Linked DNA regions of Mus musculus: region 2 is linked to region 1. A link is a contact called in public promoter capture Hi-C data. All regions are on one chromosome and are shown on one strand. The core of a region is the stretch at or near the end of the contact, and the rest is flanking DNA. Distances in the headings are between cores, read along the strand shown.

What was found. Promoter capture Hi-C pulls out the DNA fragments that hold promoters and counts their contacts.
Region 2: a promoter capture Hi-C map of pre-B cells shows a contact between it and region 1. The contact joins the promoter of 1500009C09Rik here to the enhancer-like site in region 1. A contact is called at or near these places in 11 of 39 promoter capture datasets (the C10 cell line, the HPC-7 cell line, cranial neural crest and 7 more), 1 of 15 datasets of contacts at CTCF or cohesin (the NIH/3T3 cell line), 7 of 484 Hi-C or Micro-C datasets (B cells, the G1E-ER4 cell line, cortical neurons and 4 more), 28 of 115 datasets of contacts at active chromatin or transcription factors (the 230-238 cell line, the SCID.adh cell line, T-cell acute lymphoblastic leukemia and 18 more) and 3 of 9 other capture datasets (adipose tissue, liver and pancreatic islet).

The regions. Positions count from the first base shown.
Region 1 is chr15:82,025,775-82,029,525 of GRCm38.p6, reverse strand. Xrcc6 (X-ray repair complementing defective repair in Chinese hamster cells 6) reads right to left here. Exons shown (of 13, transcript NM_010247.2): 7 at 2,115-2,301; 8 at 236-404. Among named protein-coding and RNA genes, the nearest start is that of Xrcc6, 11 kb to the right of the region's middle. Within about 2 kb of position 1,620, at least 36 of the 459 cell types and tissues checked have an H3K27ac peak or open chromatin away from gene starts, as enhancers often do. A contact at or near this core is called in the 230-238 cell line, the SCID.adh cell line, T-cell acute lymphoblastic leukemia and 2 more, where this site is marked.
Region 2 is chr15:82,250,656-82,254,406 of GRCm38.p6, reverse strand. 1500009C09Rik (RIKEN cDNA 1500009C09 gene) reads right to left here and starts at 1,935. Exons shown (of 2, transcript NR_037697.2): 1 at 1,659-1,935.

The sequences.
Region 1 (3,751 bases), core at 371-2,870:
TCCCCTCACGCCCAGCACAGTCTTACAGGTTTTCTTTCTTTTTTCCTCCTCCTTCTTTTTACTCCAGCTGCATCTCTTGTAGGTATCTCAGCCATTTAGGAAACACAGCCCAACAAACCCAGTGACAGGCGCTGGCTGTCCCTTGAACAACCATTTACCAGGGACGTCCCCCAAAATAGGGTGTCTACACTTTGACCCTTTCCCAGGGATCTGAGCAGGGAGTCTCGGCACTCACCACTGACCAGGGACTCCTCCGGGTACACGAACAGAGAGGGCCTCAGGTAGTGCTGCTTCTTCAGCATCACCGTGGGCTTAAAGCCCATGAGGATCAAACCTGGCTCATCAAACCGCTTCAGCTCCTCTGTCTCCTCTTTCTCCAGCACAATCTGACGTGTCCCATAAGTCTAAAGGAGAACGGGCCGGCATAGTAAGGGCCACAAAAGGGCTGTGTGGAGATGAATCTGCGGCCACCAAACATCAGCAACTTAGAATTAGCTCTGGGGGGGGGGGGGGGGGGGGGCAGGGAGAAGGCAGAGTGGGAAACGCACTTGCTACCCAACTGTGAGGATGTGTTTAGATCCCTGGCAGCCATGTACCACTCGATGTGCCCACAATTCCGATGTTGGTTTGAGAGGACACAGAAGGATCGCGAGGCTTGCTGGCCAGCCAATCTGGCTAAGAAAACCATAAGCTTTGGTTCCGTGAGAGGTCCTGTCTCAAAGAACCGAGGAGGAGGGGAACAGAGCAGACACAATGTCCTCCTCTGGCCTCTACAGGCAAGTGGATAGCACACATAGTGGCAGAGTCAAATTTGAGTTTATAACAACAACAAAAGGCCCTTCAGATTTATTCAGGCGAGTGGGTTAATAAAGAAACTCAGTGGTCAGAGAGTGGCTGCCCCATAAGTCCATCTGACAATCTAGTCCCTTACAAATAGAAGAACATGCCTTATACCTCATATCCTTCAAGCAGCAGGAGAAACCATCTGGTATGAAATTTATACTCAAACAGAAAGACAAAAAAAAAAAAAACCCTCATAGATTGAATAAAAATATTTCTTTTATTCAGTTGGGTCCTGAACGTATATAAAAATGTGATCCTCTCCCACATTTTACGTAATTAAAAAGGATGTGTTCAGCCAGGCATGGTGGGGCATGCGTTTAATCATAGCAGTAGGGAGACAGGCAAGTGGATCTCTGAATCCAAGGCCAGTCTGGTCTACAGAGTGAGAACCCATCTCAAAATAACAAAAGGTCATGCTTGCTTTTCAATATCACATCCTGGTAAAGAATGTACAGCAGAGAGAGGACGAGAGAGAGAGAGGGAGAGGGAGACGGAGAGGGAGAGAGAGAGAGAGAGAATGTACTGTACCTTCTTCTCATGCTCAGAAAAACAGATGTGGTCATTTCAAAGGAAGGGGAAAAAAATCTGACTAGTTCAGCAAGGAGAATTTCTCACAAACGAATAGCCCACTGCATGTATAAACTCTAACTCCTCACCACCTGGGGTAACCACAAAGCTCTTGTTGTCGCTCTACTTAAACGGTTACAGTAGTGTGTGCTAAGCAAGCCACCAACACCTGGCCTGTTCCTTGACATATGCCATAGCTGCAAGGCCAGCTGCTTCCTGTCCTGACCGTTTATCCAGAAAGACGCAGTTTACAGTGACTTACTTCACTGGCTAGCTTGCTCAGTGTGTCTGTCTGGTTTTCTTTCGCCCAGACATGGTCTCTACACAGTCCTGTCTGTCCTGGAACGAACTCTTGTAACCCAGACTGTCCCCAGAGATCTGCCTGCTTTTGTCTCCTGAGTTCTGAGATTAAAGTCATGTGCCATCATGTCCAGCTCCTGTTGTTTAAAGATTTATTTATCTGCATGTATGTATGTGCAGCATGTGCACGCCTCGTGCATGCCTCATGCATGCAGAGGTCAGAAGGGGTCTAGTCTCCTGAAACCAAAGTATGGTTGGCTGTGAGCCACCATGTGGATGCTGGGACCAGAACCTGGGTACGATGCATGGACAGGATATGTTCTCTTAACTGCTGAGCCACCTCTACAGCCCCACCTCTCTGTCAGTTCTTAAACAAGATTCGGTAGGAAAGGTTAGCCACCTACCAGAGACCGCTTGGTGTCACTAGGCAGGAGTAGACTGCCGGTGTTTACATTAAAAGTCCTTGTCTTGGTTTTCACTGGTTCATTTGTTTCCCGATAGAGTCTCACTGGAAAAGGCTTGTTAGCTTTCTGGACCAAGTTATAAATGCCCACCATGAGTACTACGTCTTCACCGAGCTTAAACTTTAACCTGGGGGAGGAAAGGGAAAGAGAAACAAAGCAAGTATGAGCGAGCAGACTGTACTTTCCTATGTAAAAGGTTTTCACAGCATCCAAGTTCCAGTCTGCGTTACTCTGTCCAATAACCTTAGTCAAAACACAAATAGTGAATGGGCTGCAAACAGAGTTCAGCACTGGGCATGGGGGCACATGGCCAATCCCAGCAGGTGAGGGACTAAGACAGTAAGACGCCCTGAATTCAAGGCCAGCACGGGGAACAAATATGACCAAGTACCAGGTACGCAGGTCTACACACAAGACTCTGTCCCAAACAGTAATAAGAACAAACAAGTGGAGAGGTGGAGAAAAGGTAAAACGTGGTCAAGCATGATAGTAGACATCTGAAAACCCAGCTTAGAATACACAGCAAGACCCTGTCTTTAATAAATAAATAAATAAATAAATAAATAAAATCTAACAGGGCTGGCAAGATGGCTCGGGGGTTAAGAGCACTGACTGTTCTTCCGAAGATCCTGGGTTCAAATCCCAGCAACCACATGGTGGCTCACAACCATTTGTAATGAAATCTGATGCCCTCTTCTGGTGCGTTTGAAGACAGCTACAGTGTACTTACATATAATAAACAAATCTTAAAAAAAAATCTATTATTATTATTATTATTATTCACCTCATGCTATTAAAAAAATCAATTAAAGCTAGGCATGGTAGTCTACGCCTTTAATCCCAGCACTTGGGTGGAGGCAGAGGCAGGTCTGATTTCAGGGCCAGCCTGTTCTACAGAGCAAGTTCCAGGACACCCGGAGCTACACAGAGAAACCCTGTCTGGAAAAACAAAAGCACTTATTTATCTGGGGGGAGGGTGCACATCCACAGCGCGGGTGTGGGAGGGCAGAGGGCAGCTTGAGAAGTTGGCCCTTTCCCTCCACTACAGGGGTCCCAGGAGGAGAACTCAGGCCGTCAGGCTTGGCAGCATGCACCTTTACCTAGAGAGCCAGCTTATTAGCTGAATGATAATATAATTTTAATGACGATAACTAACACCTGGCAGCTGGAGAGATGGTGCAGTGGTTAAGAGCACTTACTGCTCTTCCAGAGGTCCTGAGTTCAATTCCCAGCATCCACATCAGGTGCCTCACAACCATCTATAATTCCAGTTCTAAGGAAGCCAATGCCTGTTCCCCTGTTTCATACATAGGCACCCATACATATATATAACTTATCAATACATAGCATCTGTTAAGCGTACTTGTATGTTAGATGTCTCTGACTCACTCCTTACGATAAATAACCTAATGGTGCAGAGGTCACTACCATCTGCCATGGACAGAGAGGGGAGGAGGTATCAAGGGATGCTCAGAGTACTTAGCGCTCAAGGACACAGAAGGCTGCTGCGTGACTGTGGAGACATACCCTGCTGGGGAAGAACTGACAGTTCATGCTATCCCGAGGAGGCCAGTGGG
Region 2 (3,751 bases), core at 686-3,185, 220 kb before region 1:
GCTGGGAGAATCTGGAGGCCAGGTCTGCTTTGATATGTAAAATATGCACCCAGTCCCTTGTCCTTGCAGAGCCAAATGCTGACATTAAAGGCTTGCCCAGTGTGTATAGTAGCTTCATGTGTGTCAATGGTGTCTCAAAAAATCTGTAACATGTATGATAAATAGTCTGTAGGTATCATTTTAGCTGCTAATTCTTTTAGTCATAGGAAAACTTCATGGAGACCTCAATGTGTAACGATAGTTAAAGCCAGAGGGGGCTTCTATTAAGAGGTGAGATCTCTGGACCACAACACTCAAATTCCCCATCTTTCATAGACAGCCCACCAAAGCCTCATAGAAGCCAATCTTTTTTGTGTTTTGGTTTTTGTTTGTTTGTTTTTCGAGACAGGGTTTCTCTGTGTAGCCCTGGCTGTCCTGGAACTCACTCTGTAGACCAAGCTGACCTCGAACTCAGAAATCCGCCTGCCTCTTCCTCCCAGGTTCTGGGATTAAAGGCATGCGCCACCACTGCCCAACCATAGAAGCCAAAAATGGTAGCTGGGTAGTGGTGACGCACACATTTAATCCCAATGCATGGGAGGCAGAGGCAAGCGGGTCTCTGTGAGTTCGAGGCTAGCCTGGTCTACAGAGCTAGTTACAAGGCAGCCAAGGCTACCTACATAAAGAAACCCTGTCTCAAAAAAAAAAAAAAAAAAAAAAAAAAAAGGAAGAAAAAAAGTTGACTCAGAAGTCTTTTGAAAGTATTCATAAGATGAACCTTGAGGCCTCAAGGTTTGGCTCTGCAAGGACAAGGGACTGGGTGCATATTTTACATATCAAAGCAGACCTGGCCTCCAGATTCTCCCAGCATCCCTCAGTCCCCATCTGGCATACCTTGCCCCCAATCCTGAACTTTCCAGCTTAGCAGCTGGGCTGCTTCCCCCCCACCCTCCCACCAGCAGAGGCTCTTTCCTATGTAATCTGGGTACGTTGGAATTTCTGGCACTCCTCCTCTCTCTCCCTCCCCACTGCCCCTCTGCTTTCCCCATGGTGACTTCCCTGGCCTCAGTCTTTGGGGCCAGTGAACTTGCCTGAGAGCAGCTTCCCAACAAACATGCCTTTAATATATTCTAGCCTAGCCTCTTGCAGTCCGGATCCTGCCTCACAGTATAGCACCTATACATCCTCTATACCGCTGGCACCAATGACAAGCACCAACTGTCCTGCATGTGGGGTCCCAGGGGACATTGAATGCATGTTTATCTGTCACCCTCCCCTGTGGCTCCCTGGCTGCTTCCCTCATGACTCTCCACCTCAGCTGCTGTTTTGCTGATGATTGCATGAAGTTGATGATACCCCTGAGACCTGAGCCCCCCCATGCCCCCACTAGGCCTGCTTGCCAAGGCATCTGTTGATCCACTGGGTCTCAGTCTAGAACCTGCTAGAAAGCCCAGACCAAAGTCCAAAGTCTTTTCATGGCCTATGACTCTAAAAGAACCAAGGCATCTGTTGATCCACTGGGTCTCAGTCTAGAACCTGCTAGAAAGCCCAGACCAAAGTCCAAAGTCTTTTCATGGCCTATGACTCTAAAAGAACATCACTTGGCCCCCTCATCTCTTCCCCTCTCCCTCCCTCCACGTGCTCCAGACTCAGCAGTGCTCACTCTCAAAGGTGCTCACCACCGGGGCTCTCTGCATCTGTCATCCATCACTGCGGGGAGGGAGGGTGTGTCTCTGCATCTCAAGTCTCTCTGTGAAGCTTTTATCGTCCATTGGTTCCTCCCTCGGAGAGGCAGAAATGGGTCCCAGTATCTTCCCAGAGAAGCCTCCCTTGGCTCAAAGCAGCTTCTCTCCATCCATCACTCCCTCACCTACTCTATTTCTATCTTCACAGTACCTACATAATGTCTGATCTTCAGGGAACCTCTTGAGACACCGTGCATTAGACTCAAAGTGTGGGGACAGCAGCTCCGGAAAGCTATTTAGTTCCTTCTCTCTCTACGTGGGACAAGCTTAGTATACAGTGACGTTTGGACTGGTTAAGGGGTGTGACCTTGGCTCTCTCAGATACCACGATAAGCACAATGACATCACCCTTGTCTCCTCCCATTGCAGGCCTGACATAATGTCTGGTGTTTCTATCTGTATTCCCAAGCTCAGGCATTCAATCTGATATTTATGAATGATTGACTAGTGAGAATGAATGGATGGATGGATGTAAAGTAGTTCTTTCATTCAACAAGTATTTATTAGCAACTGCAATGCGCCACTTTTAGAGTGAGTGACAAAGTCCCTGAGCTCCTGTGTCTTTGTTGGACAGACAGACAATGGACAAGTAATTAAATTGTTAAGGAAACAATCTAGAGCTAGGGATGGAGGTGCATATCCTTAATCCCTGTACTTGGGAGGCAGAGGCAAGCAGATCTCTGTGAGTTCAAGTCCAGCCTGGTCTACATAGAGAGTTCTAGAACAACTGGGGATACATAGTGATACCCTGTATTGAAAAGCCAAAACCCAAACAAAACAAAAAGCAATATAGGGGGTGGAGAGACGGCTCAGTGGTTAAGAGCTCTTGCTTATTTTGCAAAGGACCCAGTTTCCATCCCCAGCACCTACAACACCACATACAACCAGCTATATCTCCAGTTCCATGGGAGTCTGGTTCCCTCTTCTGGCCAGCATAGGTATTGCATACATGCGGTACACTTAAAGGAAAACATTTTTTAAAACAAAATAAATTTTAAAAAAGATAAAAACATGAGAGAGAGAGAGAGAGAGAGAGAGAGAGAGAGAGAGAGCGAGCAACCTGTTATATACCCTGAACATTTCAGGATGTCTCTTGCTGGGTAGACCAAGAAAGCAAGATCCCAACAGCTCTGTACCCAGGCGTTTGCTCAGAGTTGCTTCTGCAGAAAAGGGATAAGGTCACATCGACTCCTGCGCAAAGGACAGACGTTGTTTACCAGCTGAGATAAAGCTGCCTATACTAGGAGGCCAGATAGTGGTGGCGCACGCTTTTAATTCCAAGACTCTGGAGGCAGAGGCAGGCAGATCTCCAAGCTTGAGGCCAGCCTGGTCTACAAACTGAGTTCTAGGATAGCTAGGGCTACACAGAGAAACCCTGTCTGAGGAGAGAACACAAAACAAAATAAAAACAAACAAAAACTATCCACTAGCCGCATGTGATGGTTTATATATGCTTGGTCCAGGGAGTGGCATTATTTGGAGGTGTGGCCTTGTTGGAGTGGGTGTGGCCTTGTTGGAGTGGGTGTGGCCTTGTTGGAGTGGGTGTGGCCTTGTTGGAATAGGCATGTCACTGTGGGAGTGGGCTTTAGTACCCTCCTTCTAGCAGCCTGGAGGTCAGTCTTCCACTAGCCGACTTCAGATGAAGACGTAGAACTCTCAGCTCTGTGCGAACCAGGCCTGCCTGGGACACTGCCATGCTCCCGCCTTGATAATGGGCTGAACCTCTGAACCTGTAAGCCAGACCCAATTAAATGTTTTCCTTATATGTTGCTTTGGCCATGGTGTCTGTTCACAGCAGTAAAACCCCAACTAAGCCACTGCACAACATTCACAATGAGCCATTGTGGAGTTCCCCAGACATGGGAGCGTATCACTAGCTACTACTTTTAATTTGATTTTATTTTAGAGACAAGGTCTCATTGTCCCAGGCTGTCCTCAAACTCACTATGTAGCTGAGGATTACATTGACCCTCTGACCCTCCTGCCTCTACTGTCCCACTGCTGGGATCATAGGTGTGTGGCCCACA